Linked DNA regions of Hordeum vulgare: region 1 is linked to region 2. Evidence: chromatin contacts called from public Hi-C data. All regions are on one chromosome and are shown on one strand. The core of a region is the stretch at or near the end of the contact, and the rest is flanking DNA. Distances in the headings are between cores, read along the strand shown.

Evidence for each region. Hi-C and Micro-C count contacts between places; a contact is called where the count stands out from the background.
Region 1: a Hi-C map of seedling shows a contact between it and region 2, with 5 times the contacts expected there. The contact joins two enhancer-like sites. A contact is called at or near these places in 2 of 6 Hi-C or Micro-C datasets (leaf and seedling).

The regions. Positions count from the first base shown.
Region 1 is chr6H:511,778,591-511,784,563 of MorexV3_pseudomolecules_assembly, reverse strand. No RefSeq gene overlaps it. Among protein-coding and RNA genes, the nearest start is that of LOC123403269, 85 kb to the left of the region's middle. Within about 2 kb of position 3,218, at least 3 of the 3 cell types and tissues checked have open chromatin away from gene starts, as enhancers often do. A contact at or near this core is called in leaf and seedling, where this site is marked.
Region 2 is chr6H:511,569,655-511,576,215 of MorexV3_pseudomolecules_assembly, reverse strand. No RefSeq gene overlaps it. Among protein-coding and RNA genes, the nearest start is that of LOC123400959, 160 kb to the right of the region's middle. Within about 2 kb of position 2,400, at least 3 of the 3 cell types and tissues checked have open chromatin away from gene starts, as enhancers often do. A contact at or near this core is called in leaf and seedling, where this site is marked.

The DNA.
Region 1 (5,973 bases), core at 1,969-4,468, 210 kb before region 2:
GAAGTCACAAACATTTTATTTTTTAAAATATGTTGATTTGAAATTTTAAGTTTATTAAAAGTTTAAAGATTATTTGAAGTTATAAATTATTTAAAATAGAAAAATAAAATGGAACTGAAGATAAATAAATAAACGGAACTAAAAAACCGATGCCTATGCATCGGCCGGCCCATACGGTGTGCTGGATATTCTCTCAGGGTGCAGAGCGTAATATAGGAGGTTTTTACATGGGTCGGCCCAGTCCGAGATTTTTCGCTTTGTGAAACGTTTTTTATTACTTACCGGTGGCATGGTGGGTAATTTATGCAAACTTCAGGGGCAATTTTTATGACGTACCACAGAAGCAATAGGTGCTTTATTAATAGGTAAAGATGGGGAAACAACAGATGAAAATCGGAAGTATTTTCTTGTGCTTTCGCTAAGCAATTTGATTTTAATACACTTGTTAGTGAGCTTTTCAACCATGGGCGTGTTCTTTTTGCCTCTTACTATGTGTTGACTGTATCTCAAGGATTACTTTGTTTCTAAACCGTTGTAGATGCACTTATGCCTTTTCTATCTCATTTGTTTCTTAACATGTCAATTTATGTAATCATATGTACATTAAAGCAAACCCATGGTTATGTACTGGGTTTAAACCCACGGTTATGTTTTAGGTTTAAATTGGTTTGGGTGGAAAAAATAGTGGGCCTGGTTTTGGTTGGGCTAAAAATGACACTAAATGGGTATGGTTCAAGTATGGTTTTGATAGATAAATGAATGGGTATGGTTCAAGTATGGTTCAAGTATGAAACCATTCTCAGGTTTAGCCCTAATGCCTGCTTCAAGTGTTGTTGTGGGTGTACGCTAGTGACAAATTTCTGTGTTTTGACCTTTTTAGTAAAGTAAATCGAGATCTGACCTGTGGGTGTACGCTCCTGATAAAATTTCATGTTTTGACCTTTTTAGTAAGTAAATCAAGATACCATTTTTCCTATCATCGGACCATGACGGTAGGGTGTAACAATCTATCGCCAAGGTCCGTAGCGGTAGGAAAAGGGGTGACATCAATATAGTGCATTCCTACCACCAGAGATGCGCGCGATAGCATATAACCTTATCGCCAAGGTGCGTGCACGCACTACGTCGTGGGCTTTAACCCTACTGCCACGAACCTTGACGATGGGTTATTATACCGTCTGACGGTAGAAGAAAGATCAGATTTTGATTTTTCTACAAATGAAAATCATATCTCTCGATTTACTTTAAAAAAGTGCCTATTGACCAGCTCCACAGTTTTGAACGACGGCTCCACCGCTTCTGGACCGGAGTAGCGGAGTGGAGGGTTTCGAACACGCCTTTAGCCACGGCTGGTCGTAGCCCGCGGGGTCCTCGTTCTGTTCTGTGCGTGCTCAATGCTAAGCAAACAACGAAACAGGCGTGCAGGAGTGACTCGTCTCTTGCGTCTGACACATCATCTTTCTTCGACGGGAAATGAGAGAAGTTAGGTGATGGGTGCAGTAACACATCTTACACATCATTGATGGGTAACCCACGTACGACCGATCTTAATCACCGCATCTGCGAACTTGCGAGTACCGCACATATGACTGCATGCGCCTGTACGCCAATGTACAAAATCTTCCTCAGACAAGTACACGTGTAGAAAAGTCGACGCGTTTCCCGCTCCGCCTCTCTCCCTCTCTCCATGTACCAAGCGTACGCAAGTGGAGTACTATGGCATATGCATGCATGCATGCATGCGCACGACACCGGCCCTGCCTGCCCGCCTGCCCACGCAGGGGCCTGGTTAAGGTCAATGCCCAACCAGTGCTCCCGCGCTACGTATACCACAAACCTCATCTGCATACGGCGATGCCTCCGTCGATGAGTCGATCGGTCTCATCATGACATGCACGTAAATATGCCGATCGGCCGAAGCAGGAGAACGGCATGGAGAATGAAATGAGGTGGCGCCGTGCAGCGGCATCACATGAGAGCCTAGCCTTCCCGGCCTCGGCCTGCCTGACCAGACCACGGACGGCAGCACGCGGCGCAGTGGCGCAGGCCTGACTGCCTGCCTGCCCTTGCCGCTGGCCTCCATGCCAGCCCAGGTAGCCAGATCAAGGAGGAGCTTTTGCGCCGGTGGGGGAAAGCGGGCAGCAGCCCGTCGTCTCGTGGTCGCAAGCGCATCGGCGTCGGCGTTGGCATGGCATGGCATGGCATGCACTGGCGCGCAGGCAGGGTGAGGGCCTCCCAATCATGGCGACGGGTGGTGGCTGGGGGGCTGGCTTTATCGGTCCGGGCCGGGATAAAGAATTCGGGGGCGGATGGGGGGAAACGAAATCAATTGGGAGGTGGGACGAAGGCTTGTTAAAGAAGGGTTGAAGAAAAGAAATGGAGTTGGTGTGTCTGAACTCTGAACGGATGAATTTGTTGGTGTTGTTGCTTTGCTGATGGGGAGATTAAAAAAACTGCTGGGTGGGGCAGCGGGCGTGTCAGGGCTCAGAGACAAGCCTTTGTCAGCCTTGAGAAGCTGGCGCCATCATTTTGACCAGTCGACTATTTTAGTGCTGCTACACTATACTGTTTTTTTAGTACTGCTAATATACTGGCATGGATTATTTTGTTCTCTCAGAAGCCTTGATCGCATCCAATTGACTTGTGCGTTTCCTGTGCACAAATATACCTGGCAGCAACGTGTAAGAACGCTGGTTAAATGAGTGTAGTAGTACATTTTGTGGTGTTGTGACGGTAATCTTGAGCCAGGAGTCTCAGAGTCTGGACCCACAACGCTCATCAGTACGGCCTACCACGTTACTACTCCCTCTGTTCCTAAATATAAGACCTTTTAGATATTGCACTATGAACTACATACGGATGTACATAGACATATTTTAGAATATACATTTACTCATTTTATTTCGTATGTAGTCTCCTAGTGTAATTTCTAAAAGGTCTTATATTCTAAAACGGAGGGAGTAGTAGTTAATAGTAGCATCAATCAAGTTGGTGCTTGTACTACTGCTTCGCCGCAGTGCTTGTGTTGTTAGTATTAAAGGCTTATGTAGAGCAGCTAGCGCGTGCAGTTGACTCGCAAAGTTTTCAACCTTCCATCACCAAGGAGACAGTGTACCTGGCCAGTAGCGGAGCTGTGCCACAGCCTACCAGTGTACCGCGTCACAGCCATAGTGGTTAGTAGGATGGGTACAGTTCAATTTATTGCTTCCTTCGTACTCGCTCCCACATCGTGTCCCGGCTCCGCGTTGTATTAGTACTCTTTTAGGTCTCGCATGGGTGGTACTCCTACTGATCAGTACCCTTTCCCATTCTCCTTTCACCTCAATCAACCCTGAATTGGAATAAATTGTTGATCCAATAATCTGGTAAAACTCCCTTGGTCACAGGGTATGGCCAGTTGATCTTCTAAGCAAATCTGGCCAATTCCGCTCCAAATTTATTTTATTTGCGGTAACATGTAAGTAGTACTCCATTTTGTGAGTGATGGATCAATGGTGCGTGTGGAATGGTTGGAAGACACGACGGGTGGCTCGTGCGGCATATTGAGACGACCGGTCTTCGTTGGCAGTTTGGTATTGACCTTGTCGCATCATTGTTGAGTGTTCACCTAGACCGGTTCATCTCAACGTCGCGAGGAGGACGATTATCTCTACTCCTAATTAAGGAGTTGGTAGTGTGATATGTGATTTTTTTCATACGCAGATTTTTTTTTCGTTCGTTTTTTCATCCCACCTCCTACCATCTCCTTCCGCTGGTTTTCTTATGTATTGGTTCATTTTTCTATTCATTCTTTTCTTTCAAATCAACACTTTTCTAACATAAGAAAGAACATAAATTTAGACGCAGAGTTTCGTCTCCGGAGCTCATTTCAGCTCAGTGAACAGTAAAAACAAAATCAAAGAATTATGATTTTTTTTAAATCAACATTTACAAAAGTTTTAAGTGCGTGCAAAAATTTGGCATGAAATAACATTCTTACAAGGCGTGGCAAAAAAACAAAATTGACCGAATTTGGCACAGATTTGTTTTTAGCAAGTATATCACCATGATCATCATAAGTTTCATGAGTTTCATAAGTAGCATCATCAAATACTTGTGACATATCAGAACAAGGAGTAAGTGGTGGTGTCATAAGCTGATTCAAAACAGTAGGTGAATCAAAAGGAGAGCTAGATGACAGTTCCTTACCTCCCCTCGTCTTCGAGGGTATGATGTTGGTTCTAGTATCTTTTAGATTATTAATAGTGACAATTGGATATCCTGAAGTTAACAAAATAAATAGAGCTATGCTCCAAGGCAACATCGCCTGAAAATGTCTTGATAACCCACAAGTCTATGGGATCGCAAGAGTCTTCAGGGGTAGTATTACACCCTGGTTTATTGATTCGACACAAGGGAAGCACAAAATATTTATTAGTAATAGCAAGTGAGTTTCCAATTCAACCACACTTAGGATATCTCTCCACAACCGTAACAGTAACAACAGTAGTTTTGTAAAGATTATAACAGTAGCAACATCAATAGTAACTTAGCAAGATTCAGTATATGAAATGCATAGGCACATAGACCGATGCTGAATAATGATTTAGATGACATCAATCATGTAACAGTTACACACTAGAGCGACACCGAACTAGCTCCAATTCATCAATGTAATGTAGGCATGTATTTCGTATATAGTCATACGTGCTTGCGATAAGACCTTGCATGCCATCTTTTGTCCTACCCTCTTGTGGCAGTGTTGGAAATATGCCCTAGAGGCAATAATAAAATGGTTATTACCATATTTGCTTGTTCATGATAATCGTCTATTGTTCATGCTATAATTGTATTAACAGGAAATAGTAATACATGTGTGAATAAATAGATCACAATGTGTCCCTACCAAGCCTCTAGTTGGCTAGCTCGTTGATCAATAGATGATCATGGTTTCCTAATCATGGACATTAGATGTCATTGATAAAAGGATCACATCATTGGGAGAATGATGTGATGGACAAGACCCAATCCTAAGCATAGCACTAGATCGTGTTGTTCGTATGCTAAAGCTTTTCTAATGTCAAGTGTCTTTTCCTTCGACCGTGAGATTGTGCAACTCTCGGATACCGTAGGAGTGCTTTGGGTGTATCAAATGCCACAACGTAACTCGGTGACTATAAAGGTGCACTACGGGTAGCTCCGAAAGTGTCTGTTGGGTTGGTACGAATCAAGATCGGGATTTGTCACTCCGTGTAACGGAGAGGTATATCTGGGCCCACTCGGTAGAACATCATCATAAGCTCAATGTGACTAAGGAGTTAGTCACAGGATGACGTCCAATGGAACGAGTAAAGAGACTTACCGGTAACGAGATTGAACAAGGTATGGGTATACCGACGATCGAATCTCAGGCAAGTTCTATACCGACAGACAAAGGGAATTGTATACGGGATTGATTGAATCCTTGACATTGTGGTTCATCCGATAAGATCTTCGTGGAACATCTGGGAGCCACCATGGGTATCCAGATCCCGCTGATGGTTATTGGCCGGAGAGTGTCTCGGTCATGTCTGCATGCCTCCCGAACCCATAGGGTCTACACACTTAAGGTTCGATGACGCTAGGGTTATAGGGAATTGCTATACAAGGTTGCCGAAGGTTGTTCGGAGTCCCGGTTGACATCCCGGACGTCACTAGGAGCTCCGGAATGGTCCGGAGGTAAAGATTGATATATAGGATGGATGGGTTTGGACGCCGGAAATGTTTCGGGCACCACCGACAAAGTGCTGGGACCACCGGAAGGGTTCCGGAGGCCCACCGGGAGGGGCCACCAGCCCCAGGAGGCTACATGGGCCAAGTGTGAGAGGGAACCAGCCCCTGGGTGGGCTGGTGCGTCCCCCACACCCAGCCCAAGGCGCCTAGAGAGGGAAAGGGGGGGGGACCCTAAGTCTGGTGGGCCTAAGACCCACCAAGGGTGCGCCACCCCCCTCTCCC
Region 2 (6,561 bases), core at 1,151-3,650:
ATCCTCCTCCTTCGCCTCTACCTCCGCCTCAGACGCGTCCAGATCCTAGGAATCCACGTGGTCCGGCTCGAAGTTTTCCGGGTTCGGACCGTACATTGTATTCCGCCGAGCAAAAATCTAAGAAAGGCATGACCACGCATCACCATACCGCAAGAAAAAGAAAGAACGGCCCTAGTCGGACGAGAACTCACCGGTGGCGCGCGGTTGCCATGGTGGAAAGGCTCTATGCTGAACCTCCGCACCCCCTCGTCCAGACGGAAACTCAACTCCACACTCGATAGCCGACACGGGTTCTTGCGGAGGCTCATGTCGCAAATCCAGTGTGGCCACACGTGCAGCTGCAGCACTCGGCAGGAAATGAAGGCCACCACCAGATATGAGGGCATCAACCCCTTGGAGCCCTTGAGCTCCTTCAGTCGGCCCGCAATCGCCAGCCGCTCTGCATTGCGCACCTCGAGGCTCCAGTTCTCCCCAGTCGGCGGCGTGTCGGCAAACGGTGGAAGGTTGACCTAGTCTCGCCCCTCGCTGATGCTGCGGGCGTAGAAAAAGGAGAGTTGACACTTCTTGAAGGAGTCGATCCACTACATCTTCGGGAAAAGCCCGCCTTGCCACTTGTACACCACCGTTCAACTGCAGGAATATGCCACATCGTCGTGCATCGCGGCGCGGAAGTGGAAGAAGAGGCGGAAGAGAGAAGGAAAAGGCCAAAAACACAGGTACCCCTCGCACAGGGTGGCAAAGCATGGGAGGTACAACACCGAGTTCGGCCCCAGGTCGTGCATCTTGAACCCGTAGAACTCCAGAAACTGCCCGACAAAGCGGCTCACCGGCAGCCCAAATCCAACGAGGAAGTGCGTGCCGAACACGACACGCTCACCAACGCGGAGCTTCGGCACGCGCTCGCCGTTGGGCGCGCGCACCTCGACACGCTACGCCGACGAGATCTTCCGCGTTCACCAGAGATATGCGATGTGCTTGTTGATCATGATGGATCCCTCCCACTAACCGGCGGGTGGTCCATCCATCTCGTCGTTCGCCGACGAGGAGCGAAGAAAAAGAGATGCGCAATGCAGCCCCTGCTACGGCGACAGAAATCTTCTGTCGTCTCTTGAGCTTGCGTTGGTTTTCCCTTGAAGAGGAAAGGGCGATGCAGCACAGGAGCAGTAAGTATTTCCCTCAGTTTGAGAACCAAGGTATCAATCCAGTAGGAGAATCACGTCAAGTCCAGAGTACGTGCACAAGCACAAAAGAGCTTGCACCCAACGCTATAAATGGGTTGTCAATCCCTTCAAGATTGATTGCAAAGTGAGAATTGAAGGCAGAAAGTGCAACGAAGTAAAAGTGTAAGGCTGAAAATCATGGAAATTAGAGTCCAAAACAAGGGCAAAAGAGTTCGAAAAAGTAGATACGACGGAGACGTATCATCTATTCCGATGCGGTCTTCATTCGTCTTTTGGGTTTTTTTTTTCAGGTTTTGATCATTCAGATCTACGACTCTTTTCATTGGTGTTGATTGTTGCTTTCGTCATGGGCCTTAGAGCATCTACAAACGGACCCCTCAAATGACCCTCATACGTCCGCTAACGCGTCCTGTGAGTGATCGAACAAGAAAGAGAAGAAAAAAGGTGACTCAAACCGAACCCACGTATCATCCCTATATGTTTGGACTCACCGCGAACCCTCATATCCATCTGACATGTAGGAAGGATATAAGGGCTCGCGTGTCCGGTGAGCCCGCCATCTAGGACGTGACCCACTTCGGACCACATATTTATTTTCTTTATTCATTAATTTTTTCTCTCTTCCTCAATCACATGCACGTGACCGGACATATGAGAAAGAAAATAAGGAATGTGGCTAGACGGATGGACAAATAGGTGACACGCCCGGTCACTAATCGGACTCGAACATTTAAGGGGTTATATTTGCTACGTCCGGCTGTAGATGCTGACGATCTTTTAACTATTCACCATAACAATATTTTTCTGGCTCTGATGATAAGCAGTAATGACGGGCGCGTCTTCATCTCGCTTCAGTATTTTTAGTCATCGCTGGATAACTCATGCATCTGATTGTAATTTATATCACTGTTGCTTTAATGCCATAATGGGTTATAAAATAAATCGGGTTTTCTGAAAAAGTAAAATAAATTCTCGGGTCGCTAATCCCGAGTTCAAACAAAGGCAACGTGTTTGACCGTTGTTTTTGAGCGACTTGCGTGGCGACAGCGGCCGTCCCTATCGCGAGTGTGGGGATGGGGAAGGGAAGCGAAGGATTGGTTCCATGCTTCCATTAACACATGCAACCAAAAACACCACCGGGTCCAAGCACCAATCATGGACGACGACGACGACAAGGCTGTCAGGTGGGACCGCGCAACCAAGCCGCGGCCGTGCGAGGCCCACGGAGCCAGTGCGTTTTATTTGGGCGCGACACGCAGAACAGTAACATCTTCCACCAAATCCAGATACTCTGGTGCTGTACTTGTGTCCCGATTTTATTGCCCCAAGTACCCCGCAGCATTCAATAACCCCCCCAGGGCCAGGCCCTACCGGCCTTGGGCGTAAGGGATCCTCGATACGGGTACGTACGTGTGTACTCCTAATTACTCCTAATCGCTTTACAAAGCGCACTCGCGCAACACATGGCACACTCAATTGGGAACAGTGTGAGCCTGCTTGCTCGGCCTTTTTCAGGAGAAGGGAAACGTTATCCATACGGACGGATGCTCGCCGGATCAGCGATCGTGTCGTTCCTTTGCGGTGCGAGGCGGCCGCTCTGGAATGCTCTCGTGTCATCGTCGTGAAACGACATCGCCCAAAGCGCTTGCTTGCACGCCATTTTCTGGTGGAAAAGGTGCCTACCGTAATCAACCCAGCCGCCTTCCTCTTAAAAGGAGAACGAGATAGCCGCGGCTCCACCCGTTCCCACACAACGAGTCCCTTCCTCTTCCATGTGACGCTTCGGCGGGTAGAGGACTTAAAACTCCCAAATATACGTTGCTGGTCAAATCTCTTTAAATCTATTAAAACCATGTACGTCCTCGTGTCTCAAGCCGGTCTCAAAAGCTCAAACAAACAATCCATCACTAACTGATCAGAAAAAACCCAACCCAAATAGGCGTCTTTAACAGATCTCGAATACCCGAATTGACCGATACCCTTTATATCCAATCCATTTGAGGCGAATACGTGGAGATCCGGACGCGTCCTCTTTGTCGGATTCACGGTTGGGCCCAACACGAAATCGCGTGAAAACCTAGAGTCTGGCAGGTGTCTCCTTCGATGGAGGTGTGAACGTCGTGTGACGCCGCTCTGACATGCCGCCCGATGCCAAAGTCCGGCTATTTAAGCCGGTCGGCGTCCCGAACCGCAGCCACAACCTCTTTCGCCCTCTTCAGCCCGCCAACCCGAACACATTCCTTTCCGTCTCCATCTGCCTCTTGCCTCGCCATTCGCCATGGCCTGACAAAAGAAGACGGCATATGCTAAGCTCACACCAAAGGACCGCTTCCAAATCAAGGTGGAGATCTAGGCGAGGCGCGCTGCCACATTGCAGTTGGTCTGCCTTCGGACTCGTTGAAGCCGGAGGAGGAGCCGGAGGAGAAAGGGGAAGAGGAGCAACATCTGGTTCTGATGGAGGTGACGGGTTTGGAAGAGGACGGGTGGAGCAGTCCAACATGGAGGACGCGGCGGCGGAGTTCACGGTCGCCCAAGCAACGAAGTTGGTGGAGCAGCAAGCCATCGTAGAGTCCATCCAGGATGAGGCATATGTCAAGGTCAACCGGCAGTTTATCCGACACAAGCGGGCGACGACGACACGCTTTTCACCGAACTCGACGCATAGGCGGAGGCGGAGGCTAAAGCCTATGCGGAGGAGCTAGAAGATCTAGAGTTGTGTTTGCCCCCTCATGTACCGAGAACCCGAAACAGAGATAATTGACATCTCCCACGACAATGGGTAGTCTGAGGCGGATTTAGTTGATCTACTAACTATGTAGATGTTTTATTTGCATGGTTTTTATGGTTTTAAGATTTCATATATGAGATGTTCGGATATAGAGAGGTATATCTCACGAGTGTTCGTCAATCCTTGCGGACGCGCGGTTGTTTAAGGGGTCGGATTTGCCAAGTCCAGGCGCTATGATGATGATGGTCGGGTTGTGCTGATCAAGCATAAGGTTTTCCTCACTCATGATTCACCACATCGGTGGGGACCATCTGGCCAAATTGTTACTCCCGGGTCGGCCGGTGCAGTACCTCACGCGGACAAAGCCGAAAGCTAGCACTCTTAACATACAAATTGGTCGGCCATGACATAGGTTTAACATGAAGAGGGTCTTTCAAACACCAATCAAGGGCTTAAAGCCGAGGTCACCCGTCTTCGCACACATGTGCTCGACATAATCACCCTAGGAAAGGAACTGTTGGAACAATTATTTTCCTGAGAAGATGTTTCTTACGTTAAAGAGTAATATAACATAACTTTTCGCCTCCCTCTTGTCTTTCGAGCCATATAGCCACATTGCCTCATTACCCGAAGTACTTGGTCCGATTATTTCGACCAGTAGTAGGGGACACTCCTCGGTCGTTGGCCGAGAAGGTAGAAGTCGATGGTTGGCTGGCAGAGTTCACAAGCACGGTTTGAATATTGACATAAAGTATTTTGATATATAAAGTCATACCTATTTATTACACCCAGTCTAGTCCATCTATTAAGGTATCTAGAGCGCAATCTTTTTTGCAAAAACCTGGCAGCACGCATGACACTCTTGTACACCCTTGGGTCCTGTCATCTCAAGACATGTATAATGGATCTTCGCCATGGCCTAGGCCTCCCTCGCTCCTTCCTGACAAGTAGACACATTCCAAGCCTGTATCTGGCACCAAGCTCTTTTTAGTTGTTCAGCTAAGACATCCATGTCTTTAGGCACCGGTACTACTTCAGGCCATAAAGCTTGGAAAACATCCTTCATTGATTACCGCGCACTTTCGTGCACCATGGACAGATGAGCTGCCATGTCTTTGGGCATTGGACCTCGGGCATCAGGGGGAAGGCCGGGCAAAGAAGTTGCAAAGGAGAAAGACACCACTCTTCTAATTACTTCGGCTAAATCTCATAACAGATTTCCAAAAGTCACAACTTACCAAAAATCATATCGTTTGTTCAGCGATTCTTCAAATCGGCAACATCCAGTTGAGCTTTTAAGCTCTCAATCTCTTTGTCATGTCGCACTTCCTTAGCCCTTAGGGCATTAACGCCGTCCATTATGTGGGTCACCACATGTTTCTTGGCCTGGCGGTGCGACTCCATGCAAAATAAATCGTTGTGGGCCTTCTTCAGATCTCTTTCAAGATGACCTAGGGCTTCCGCTGCAACATGGAACTATGCCGTCAAGACAACTTCTAAAAATCTAATGGCGCTAATAATATATGAGAGACAAGCACTTACCGTGCGCCTTTGTGATAAACTTCTTCACCTTCTCCACCTCGACCAAGGTAGCATCTAGCTTCGGCTTCGTTTGCGAGAGTACCTCGGTCAGTTGACCATTCTTTGCATGAACCTCGTGTCAAGGAGGGCATGCACTATTAGGTATTCAAGCCTTGCTACTTTCACGTTTCGCCCATACCAAGCCTTAGGGGCTACGATCATACTTGGTAGTCTTGTTTGCCTTCAAGGAAACAAAGAAATACACGAAAAATTTGAAGGAACACGAACTTGAATAAAACCCCACCTGCAAACCGTGCTACAAGACGTACAGCGATTGGTTAAACGCACCTCGGGTCGCTCCAAGGTATGCGTCCACTGCACTGAGGACATTGAACTCCTTATCCGAAAAGGCGAAATTCCTTAAGGAAGCCTTCCATCGCCTATAATTCACGGTGCATTGGATCTCGGAAGGAGTAGCTGAACTGGCCGACAAGTTTGCGAGCTGGGGAACCTCGGGAGTGGTTCCCGCACTAGGACGAGCCTCCACTTCTTTATGAGAAGTCTTCGTTCCTTTGGACCACGTCCTCACGGCTGTGGAGGAAGGTGAGGGTTTTGTGCGAATAATCAAAGGGGTCAGGACTAGACATGGTACCCCTAATACACGTCGTAATAAAAAAAGGAGGTAACCTGGTAGCGGAGGGTTGATACTTGTGATCTTCGTTGGGTTTTTCATGAAGAGGAACGGGTAATTGCAGAACAATGCGGTTAAGTATTCCCCTTAGTTAAGAAACCAACTTTTATCGAACTAATAGGAATATCAATCATCAAACGTCTTGAGCGGCTGCACACAAAAGAGCAAACAACTTGCACCCAGCACGGGCAAGAGGGTTGTCAATCCCCTTGATCTCGTTATTTGCAAGCAACTGAGGTGTGTAGATAATTGTAGAGAATTGTAAGTTGCCAAATAAAATAAAAGACAAATAATAACAACAAGGAAATTATAAGTTTCCTGAATATATAAGTGAATAGACCTATGGGCCATAGTGTTCTCTAGTGGCATCTCTCATGAAAGCAAGATATGGTGGGTAAACAAATTAGTGTTGGGCAACTGATAGAACAACGGATAGTTAT